Linked DNA regions of Mus musculus: region 2 is linked to region 1. Evidence: chromatin contacts called from public Hi-C data. All regions are on one chromosome and are shown on one strand. Each heading gives the region's core, a stretch centred on a gene start, on an enhancer-like site or on the middle of the called end of the contact. The rest is flanking DNA. Distances are from core to core; before and after follow the strand shown.

The links. Hi-C and Micro-C count contacts between places; a contact is called where the count stands out from the background.
Region 2: a Hi-C map of uterus shows a contact between it and region 1, with 2.7 times the contacts expected there. The contact joins two enhancer-like sites. A contact is called at or near these places in 1 of 15 datasets of contacts at CTCF or cohesin (the NIH/3T3 cell line), 2 of 484 Hi-C or Micro-C datasets (liver and uterus) and 2 of 115 datasets of contacts at active chromatin or transcription factors (a colorectal cancer cell line and pancreatic cancer cells).

Annotation. Positions count from the first base shown.
Region 1 is chr10:111,717,637-111,722,674 of GRCm38.p6, forward strand. All of the region lies in intron 2 of Gm30624 (a long non-coding RNA gene), which reads left to right. Among named protein-coding and RNA genes, the nearest start is that of Gm30624, 35 kb to the left of the region's middle. Within about 2 kb of position 2,180, at least 14 of the 459 cell types and tissues checked have an H3K27ac peak or open chromatin away from gene starts, as enhancers often do. A contact at or near this core is called in uterus, where this site is marked.
Region 2 is chr10:111,782,013-111,786,849 of GRCm38.p6, forward strand. No RefSeq gene overlaps it. Among named protein-coding and RNA genes, the nearest start is that of Gm20758, 90 kb to the right of the region's middle. Within about 2 kb of position 2,274, at least 14 of the 459 cell types and tissues checked have an H3K27ac peak or open chromatin away from gene starts, as enhancers often do. A contact at or near this core is called in uterus, where this site is marked.

The DNA.
Region 1 (5,038 bases), core at 930-3,429:
CAAGGTGTGGGAATTGGGGTGTTCTGACAGTATTGTCAACAGCACTTAATTTTATACAATTGACTAATTTTATCCGTTGGCATATGTTCACTGAGCAGCTCGCAAAGGCTACATACACCGTAGCCACACGGCCTTGCATAGTAGAGAGTCTTTGGCTGCAAGAACTTTATTTTCTACCAAAGGTCACAGACATTCAGGTGCAGCAAGTGTAGTAAAGGCAACATTTGCTTCATTTTGCTGAGTGTTTTGGGGGAGGCTACTCCTTTCCCGCTGCTGTCTGAGACAGTCATTGCTGTAGTACTTCTGGCTGTTCGGAAGTGCGCATGTGTAGCTCAGGGCCACTCAAGTCCATCAGGCGCTCGGGAGCTAGCCTTTGAGTGAGGGTGAGGTTGGCGCTTTCTAGTTTCTACTGCTTCCTGTTTGCACAGATCTGTTTAACTCTGCTGTTTGGGTTAGGAGGCTGAGCTAGTTTGAGTGAGAATGCTCCCGTAGGTTTGAGTACTTGCTCCTCAGTTGGTAGAACTGGGTTGGAAGGATAAGGAGGTGAGACCATGGGAGAACTTGTGTCACTGGGGTGGGCTTTGGTGTTTCAAAAGCCCATGTCATTCCCAGCTATCTCTCTTTTTCTGTCCCCTGCTCGTGGATTAGATATAAGCTCTCAGCTACTACCCTAGTGCCATGCCTGCCTGCCTGCCTGCTTACTGCTGCCATGAGAGTTATGAACCCTACTACCCTCTGGAACAGTGAGCCCCAAATTAAATGCTTTCTTTTATACATTGCCTTGGTCATGGTGTCTTAACAAAACCAAAATACACTGATGTTACAGATTGAAGCTCACTTCTTTTCTTTTCTTTTCTTTTCTTTTCTTTTCTTTTCTTTTCTTTTCTTTTCTTTCATTCTCGAGACATGTTCTTAGTATTTAGTCCTGACTGACCCGGAACTAGATATGTAGACCAGGTTGACTTCCAACTCATAGAGATCCCCCTGCCCCATACTCCAAGTTCTGGGAATAGGAAGGATGCATCACCAAGCCAGGTACACTAAAGCTTTTTAATAATTCCCTGGCCTTAGCATTTTGTGAACAACTCTACATTCAATCTCAATTGATGTGTAACATGGACATGAGTGAATGCTCTTTCTGGGGTCTCCAATCCTGAATATTAAGAGGCAATTTGGTGCTGAAACCAGGGAAACTGATAGGGTCCAGTATCTAGGCTTTTGGTTTTCAAGTTTGGTTTCAAAGAGAGGAAGAAGAAACATAGTAGCCCAGCAGGGCTGAGTCTTACTTACTCCTTAGCCACACAGGTTTGGGGAGGTGGAGATGCACTGAGAAAGGAGATGGTTAGGCACCATAATGATGGTGTGCCAAGGCGATTGAGGCGTCCTGAGGTGCTCTGCAAGGAAAGAACGAATGGATCAAAAAAGGTCTATTTCTATCTTCTCTCTCTCTCTTTCTCTCTCTTTGTGTGTGTGTGTGTGTGCTATACAAACACATTCACATGGGTGCGTGCATGCATCTATGAGTGAGTATGAGGAGACCAGAGGTCAATGTTGTGTGTATTTGATTACTCTCCATATTATTATTATTATTATTATTATTATTATTATTATTATTATTGACACAAGGTCTCTCCGATCCTGGAGCTCATTGTTTTGGCTAGGCTGGGAGGCCAATGAACTCCAAGGATTAGCTTATATCTGCACCCTCCAACCTCAGTGCTGAGTGACAGATGCCATGCCCAGGTTTTATATGGATGCTGGGCATCCCAACTCAGGATATTGTTGAAGGCACCTTCCTGACTTATCTTTGGATGATCCTTCCGAAGGGAACTTCCTTTTGGGAGAGCCCTTTCATTCCTTCCAGGCCCAAGGGTAGGAAGCTTACTTCAGGAAAATACAGACAGAAATGACAACCCGTTTCTTAGCTATGCCCCCAAATAGGACACCTTCTACCAGAGCATCTGCTGGGAGTAGGAGTGAGGTCTGTCTTCAGATGGTCGATGAAGAATATGTATGCCCTGTTTAACTTGGCCTGGGTACAAGCCTGGCTGACTCTTTATTTCCTGCTCTCCTCTAGTGACTAGAATCTAGTCCCCGCTTGTTCACTTGAAGAGATGCTAGAGACAGGCACACACAGGTGCTGACTACCTTGGCAACTCTGCTTCTCTTCCACAATCAAGCTTCTCCCTGAATGGAAAACCACAAGAATGAAGATCTAATCAAGTCTGCGCTGGCTCCCTGCCCACTGCTAACTAGTCTGATTCAGTTTTTCCATTGTTGATAATAAAACACAAGCGAGCCTTCAGTTTCTAGCCTGTTGATTCCAATGCCAGTATCTGATACACGCTCTCCATCTTGCCTCTTTGGGATGCTATGGAAAGGGCATTTGCTAACAATGGGCAGGGCTGGCTCCCGGTCCAGGCTCTGTTTGCCATGTACTGTCCGTGTTTAACCTCTAAGAGCTGTATTTCAAATGGAGATCTTGTCTTCCGATGCTAGCCAAGCTGGATTGAATTCTATAATTTTTTCAGGGTCAAAAGCAAAATCAGCTTGAATGAGTCAGGATTTCATGCTACCGTTCTCAGTGACTGAAGGGCTTCTGACCTGGGATGGTGGAGCATGGGGCTTTAGGGAAGCTGTAAGGCTGGAATGAAAGGTTAAGAGACAGACAGATGTATGCACACATGCACATGCATGCAAACACACGTGCTCTCGCGCATGTACACACACACACACACACACACACACACACACACACACACACACACACACACACAAACAACCTCAGGAAGCTTGGGTTCTGTCTTTGCTAGTCCTCATCACCTGAGGTTTCTGACCTTGTCAAATAAGTTGAGAAGTTGAGACGGAGACAACTGGTGTCTCAGCTCGAGCCAATGTGGGCTGGGCTGACAATCAGATGGGAGCTCCCACATCGGAGCTAGGTGGGAGCCCTGCGCCTCAGCATGAGGAACATCAAGAAGGCGTAAATAACATTTCATGTCCTCTCAGGAATCAAGCTGCAGTCAGAACGGTTGATTGAATGAGAATGAACATAGGCAATGCATAATGTTTCACCTGCTCAAGTGATGGCTGCCTGTGCTTTAGAAGGGTACAGCTATATTCCCTGAGGAAAGCCTTCTCCTTCCTAGCTGCACATCCCAGGTCTGTTCTAATGGACGATACACTTTAAAGCCAGAGCTTCATTCTAGGAAAGCTGACCATTATGAAGAGTGGGCAAGGCCTGGGGTGAACTACACAGTCCCAGACTTAGAGTCCTGCCTATGGTAGAGCAAGCCCCAGGGCAGGCTCGGGTGGGGCACAGAGAGCCCTTCAGGTAGGATTCACCCTATGGGAACAGCATCAAAGCTATAGAAAGCTAGCCTTTACTAACCAGAGGCCCTACCACGATAGCAAAAGCCACTTCCCTGGCGAAGGTCAACAGATTGTGTTCTTCATAGAGAGGTAAGGACCAAGAGCACTGTCGCTTGTCTCCAGCAGTCATATCTACTAAAAATGGGAACTTGTGTTTGGCTTTTAGGCCAAGTTCTCCCTCTACACTTCACAGTTGCTGTCAATCGTGGAAAGGGGAACAGGTCTAAAAATAACTGCCATCTGGGCCTGGAAAGTTCAGTGGGGTGCATTGTAGCACGGAGGCAGTCTGAAGTCAGCCTCTGGGATTCTGGAAGCTCAGCTGTGGTATCGCTGCCAGAGTGCCCTTCAACCACATGATTCTTAGTGTTTCTCAGCACAGTCTTTGCCCTGCTCTCACTGCCTGTGAGTTACTGAGGTCGAGGGAGAGCAGAAAGGATGAAGTATCCAAGGTGTACTCACTCCTGCCTCTTTGTGGTCCTCTTTCCTCATGCCTCCCATCTTCCCAGCAGCCCCCTTCCATGGCTGCCTTAGCATCCTGACATCTTCTTAGAAGGCTAGTGTTTCCCTAGGCCTGCCTTTCCTCATGGTCCCCTTTCCTAAACTGATAACTTTATACTTCTTAGACTGATAAGTTTATAATTCAGAGAATGGAACTAATTTGACAAATGAATTCATAATGAGGTATAAGAAAGGCTGTCTTATAATTGCCTGTCACATGGACAATGGGTTATGCATTTGTGTGTATGAGAAAGAGATGGGGAGAGGGAGGGAGGGGAGAGAGAGAGAGAGAGAGAGAGAGAGAGAGAGAGAGAGAGAGAGAGAGAGAGAGAGAGAGAGAGAGAGAGATGGTGTCTTGGTGTATGTGCATGGTGTGTGATATTAATATGGATAGCTATCAGGTATGTGTACACCTGTGTATGTAGAGGCCAGAGACAGTTAGCTGGTATTCTGCTCTGTTACTATCCATATATTCCCTCAAGACAGGGCCTTTCCCTGGAAGTAGAGCCAGGCTTGTGGGCAGCAAGCCTCTGCTCTTTAGCTCCCCAGCCCCGGGGTTGCTGGTACACATTACCATGCCTGCCCTTTTACACGGGTCCTGGGGATTTAGACTCAAGCCCTCACACTTGCAGAGTTCAGTGCTCGTGCCCTTCCCTTGTCTTCCCAGCACCGTGGTTGCGTTTTTATTTTGATAAAAATATATAAGATTTATCATAAGGGTAACTTTTAAGCCTAGTATATCGAGTATATCGACTCTGAGGTTAAAAACCAACCCCTGGAATGTTTTCATCTTGCAGAACTCAAACTTTTCGTTCACTAAACTGTAACACCTTATTTCTTCCTTCTCCCAAGTCAGGTATATGCCATTTTATTTTCAATATCTACAAACTACTCACTTTATATGCCTCTTAGACATATGCTCCAGTATCTACTCTCTTCTGGCTCTGTTTCAGCTAACATCATATCCTCAGAGTTTAAGCAAATCATTTCCTATAATAGAACGCCATCCCTTTAAAGCAGTACACAATTTCACTGCATGGCTCTGCTATGTTTTGTGTGTGACTCCATCCCTTGCCTATCATGAGTAATGCTGTACTAAACGTGGATGTTAGACAACTGTATCTCTTTGATATTCTCTCAGTTACTTTGAATATGTACAAAGAAGTAG
Region 2 (4,837 bases), core at 1,024-3,523, 64 kb after region 1:
TGGATGGGAGTAACATCTTCAGGTTGCAGTTTTGGGAATTTTATCTTGTTCATGCGAAGATTTGATGTTTAAATAATCTCACACTTATTGACTGTTAGGTAACATTAAATGTATTTGTACCAAATGATTTATGAAACTAATTTTACTGTAGACAGAATAAATAGAGTGGGCCTCTGTGATTCATCAGCTAGGATAGGAACATCATCAAAACACAACTTAGGGGAATAGCCAACCCTGTGCTGTCCACACAGTTGCTACCTGTGCTTGCTTTACGGTTAAACTGATGACTGTCGAGTTGTGCAGTCATAGACGTCACATTGCCCGTGTTCCCTATGTGTGGGCATTGTCTCCGGAAGGCACAGGCTACGTGTTCTCTGCTGTGCTCAGTTCTAGCAGGAAGCATTGCAGCAAAAAAAAAAAACCACCTGCAGTTTCAGTGAGGAAACACACACTAACTGAGCTTGACTTTGGGGTTCAGGAGCTTCAAACATAGAAAGTTCAACGGAGCCAGGTGCGGTGGTGCGTGGCTGTATGTCCAATCCTGGAAAGCGCAGGCAGGAGTGCGGGAAGTGGTTGCGCCCCGCAGGCCCTGTGAAACCCACTTGTTGACTGCCTTGCGGGAGCATGCGCAGTGAGGCTGCATGCGTGGACTGCCTGCCAGGCTGGACTGTTCCTCTTGATCGGGATCTGTCAGCTTTTCTGTGAACGACCTGAGCTCGAGCTCGTGCCTGGAGCGTATATGAATTCTGATTGGATGAGGTGGGGTGGAGCTAGAAGGAGGTAAGTTGGCCCGAATATAGTTTTAGCCCTTGCCGTGATTAGAAGTGGTAGTAAGAGAAGTTGTTGTAATAGGAGTTTAGCCCTTGCCCTAAGTAGAAGCTAGTAGTAGAAAGAGAAGCTGTTGTAAGAGAAGCTGTTGTGAGTGGGGAAGAGAGCTGTAAGGGAAAAAGCCTGAAGAAGCTGTTGAGTGAACCCGACTTAGTGTCCTTGTCGTTCCTGTCGCCGCGGGGAGAAAGGACCTGCAACAAAGGAGGAACAAGAATTTGAGAGCATCCTGAGCTACCTGTCACAGAAATAAAAACAAAAACAAAACAACAACGAAACACCACACACACACACACACACACACACACACACACACGCACGCACGCACACGCACACGCTCGCACGCACACAAACAAGCACACATGACTCTTTTCCCTGGAAAGTAAGACCTCCCATTTCAGAACTGTGTGCCACCCATCTTTAACAAGTGTCCCTGGCAATGGAATTCAGAGGTCTGCCCACTCCAGGCTGACAAGCTATCGATTATTTAGTTTTTCATTTGCACATGAAGCCTGTATTTGAATTTGAGTGCAGCCGAAGCCAGAAACTCCACTTTAAACAAAATCACGATGTCACACTGTAGCACGCTGGGAAGAGGTTGAACCCCATCCTTCCGCAGTACCCCCCCTCCTACCCCACTCTAACCCTTTCTACAAGTCTAGTGGAAGCTACTCCACTTCACGCTGGGACCAGACAATTTGTTCTTTGGTTGTAACAGAAAGACATGCTGAGCTGCTCCCCCTTTTAAAAATGTCCCCAGGGCACCAGGTGGTAAAGGGCACAGACTTTGAAAGGTTGCTCAGTGGGTCACTGGAGATTGGAGAGGTGGTTGTGATGTGGAGGGGGTGTGCAGTTCATTTTGGGGGTGCAACCCTTTGGCTGGGTGGCTTCTCAGTGAGGTAGTAACCACCAGGAGGAGTCTGTCGGGGAAGCTCAGACCCAGATTTGTCTGTGCCAGAGGCAGTACTAGCTTCGCAAGACTAGCAAATTCACCCCTGGGATCTTCTTTCATCATTGCCTCTCAGCCTTTCTTTTTCTGGAACTGGCAAAAGAAAGAAATAGAGAGCTATATTGTGGAGTTGGTGATTGCTACCAAGCAACCTTAAGAAGAGCAATCTGTGGGTCATATTGGAAGGTCACTGCATTAGAGTCCCTTCGATAGCCTTAGGGGCGGGGGCGGGGGTGGGGGTATAGCTTCCATGTTTGATTTGAGTGAAAATTGTTTTTCCTGGGTTATAGTTTTCTGGCAGGAACTTCCTTCTTGGCTCCCCTGCTGATACCGGCTAACCTGTCACATCTTCACGGGACAACAACGGCTCTAAAGAATTCTGGGAGAGCTGCCTAGTCTTGTTACCCAGACACTGGAGGATGCCATTAACCTTCAACCCGGCTCCACACAAGAGTATTGTCAACAGATGGAGGTCTGAGTCTCTCCTCTGCCTTCCCCAGGGTGTCTTCTGGCAGGGAATGTTTAAATGATCTGGTTGCGAAGGGAAACAGATGTGAGACGCAGGCGTTGTGGAATGGCAACCAAGACTGGAATGAGACTTCTTTTTTGTTGTTGTTTTGAGACAGGGTTTCTCTGTATAGCCTTGGCTGTCCTCGAACTCACTCTGTAGACCAGGCTGGCCTCGAACTCAGAAATTCATCTGCCTCTGCCTCCCAAGTGCTGGGATTAAAGGCATGCACCACCACTGCCTGGCAGAATGAGACTTCTTATGTGAAGAGTTTGAGGGCAAGTGTTTGTGTGCAACACCCGGTCTGCTGTAGTGAGGCTGGGAAGGTGTCTAGAGCTCTCTTGGCAGAGGAATTCCAAGCCAGATTGCATTTACAGTTTCACTTTCCAAATCGTTCTTTTCAGTGTTGGTAGTTGTAGTTTATAGTAATCAGAACACCGACTATCAGCTAACCAAGAGCCTGTCCTTGAAACTAGGAAGATGGACTGTCCACATAGTAAACATTTATAGGGTACTTCCAAGCACACCAGGCCCTAGGGACATGATCAGAAAATAAAACAAAATGCCTGTTAGCAAGAGGCTAATCTTAGTCTGATAATTGCCCCATAGCTTCCGATAACTTTCCGTGGAAACACAAATAGAAAAGGAGAGAGCTGTCACCCTAGAGTCAGAGATGCCATGGGGTGCCATGGCTCCCAAGGGCCGTGTTTTGATGTGTTGAAATGGGTCATATCTTCCTACAGCATCCTTGCTAGTGGATAGGAGATTTAAACCATTTATTTCAAAAACAGATGTTAAGGAGAAGAAAGATATTTCTTTGATTTAATCTTTCCACCCTTCTCATACTGAAGACTTTTAGAGGAAGGTTAGGCTGTGATGGTCAGTTTTGGTATAAGAGTATTAGAAGCCTGAATGAACCCCACGAGTGCCCCCTCGTCCTTAGTGCTGGAGGAATGGGTCGCATCCTATTCCCATTCCCAGAACATAACATAGTTTCCAAAATACATCGGATGCCTTTGCTTTCCCAGGAAGGTGGCATGCTCTCCTGCATCGGGGGTAGAGTTGGAGTTAGGTAGAGGTGTGTGGTGAATTCATTCCAGTGACCTGATAAAAGCCACAGACCTGATAAATGGCAGAACCAGGCTTGGGTTCAGACACCAAGCCTATTCTTTCTTTCTTTCTCCATCTTGGATTATATCTCTATCTGGTAAATAAGACATGAGAAGACTTATGTGAGGGGTCTCTAGTCATTCCCTGGCTTGTTTCTATTTTCTTGCTGTCTCTGTGGGAATGGAATGCAGAAGTGGGAAAGTGACCTTTGGGTGACGCTGACCATGGCGTTCCCAGGACACTGGAAGAGGCGGTGCTCTTTTTCATATCTGGGAACCATTGGGCCAGTGGTTCCCAACCTTCCTTGTGCCATGACCCTTCAATTCAGTTCCTCATTTTCGTTGCTATTTTGTAACTGTAGTTTTGCTATTGTTATGAATAGTAATGTAAACATCTTTTATGCAGGGTATCTGATATGTGTGCCCTGTGGGTTGTTGGACACCCAAAGAGGTCATGACCCACAGGTTGAGAACCATTGGCTTGGATGAAAAGACAGGAACACTAATGAGAGGAAAAGTTGTTCACACAGGGAACATAGTGGGGGACAATCCAGGGAACCATCATGGTCATGAAAGACTCTAAGATTATCCTTAGACATTTTGCTTTCTGGCCAAGAGCCTTCGCCATAGATTCTTACTCCATATTTTCCCACAGATGCTTGCAACCTTGGGATTACTGTTTTGACTTTTCTATCCATCAAAACTACGCTAGCTATTTCAGAAAGCCATAACATGATGGAAATGTTGCTTCCGTGGCAGAACCTAAGAAGTACAAAACTACAGGAAGCAGGGATACACCTGCCTATTGATCTTCATGGGAAGAGGTGGACTGGTCCTGAACATGAGCATCCGTCGTCAGGACAACGGGCCATGGTTACAGCCTTCAGCATCCTAAATAGTGTGGACATGTTTGGGAGCTTATAGTAGACTGGTTAAATGAAGCTACTCACTATGAGATCTCTGGAGCAACCATGGTTTTTGGTGAGAAAGGTGATTGAATGTCATAAGAGAAAGACACGAGCAATTTCAAATATTCAGAATATTGCTTTTCACTAGGAAAGACCGGGCATGGGGAATGTCAGGGGAGAAGAGATGAAGAAAATTCCAGATGTTTGGAAGGAAATGGAGCACTGTCACTGGGAGATATGACCTATTGCCAGCAGGGAGGGAATAGGTTCAGTTGCTAGTGGGGGAGTAGACAAGTTTATTTGGGTTTCAGGAGAATGAGGACATTTCTGGAAGCCTTCCTAATGGTACTCCAATAAGCCATTGTCACCTCTACAACAAATAAAGAGGGGGAAAGTTATTAACTTGGGCTTAGAGTTACTAAGAATTGAAGAAGATTGAGGGGAGAGGGCAGCACACACACATGCAAGCACGTACGCATGCACACACACACACACACACACACACACACACACACACACACACACACACATACTGTGT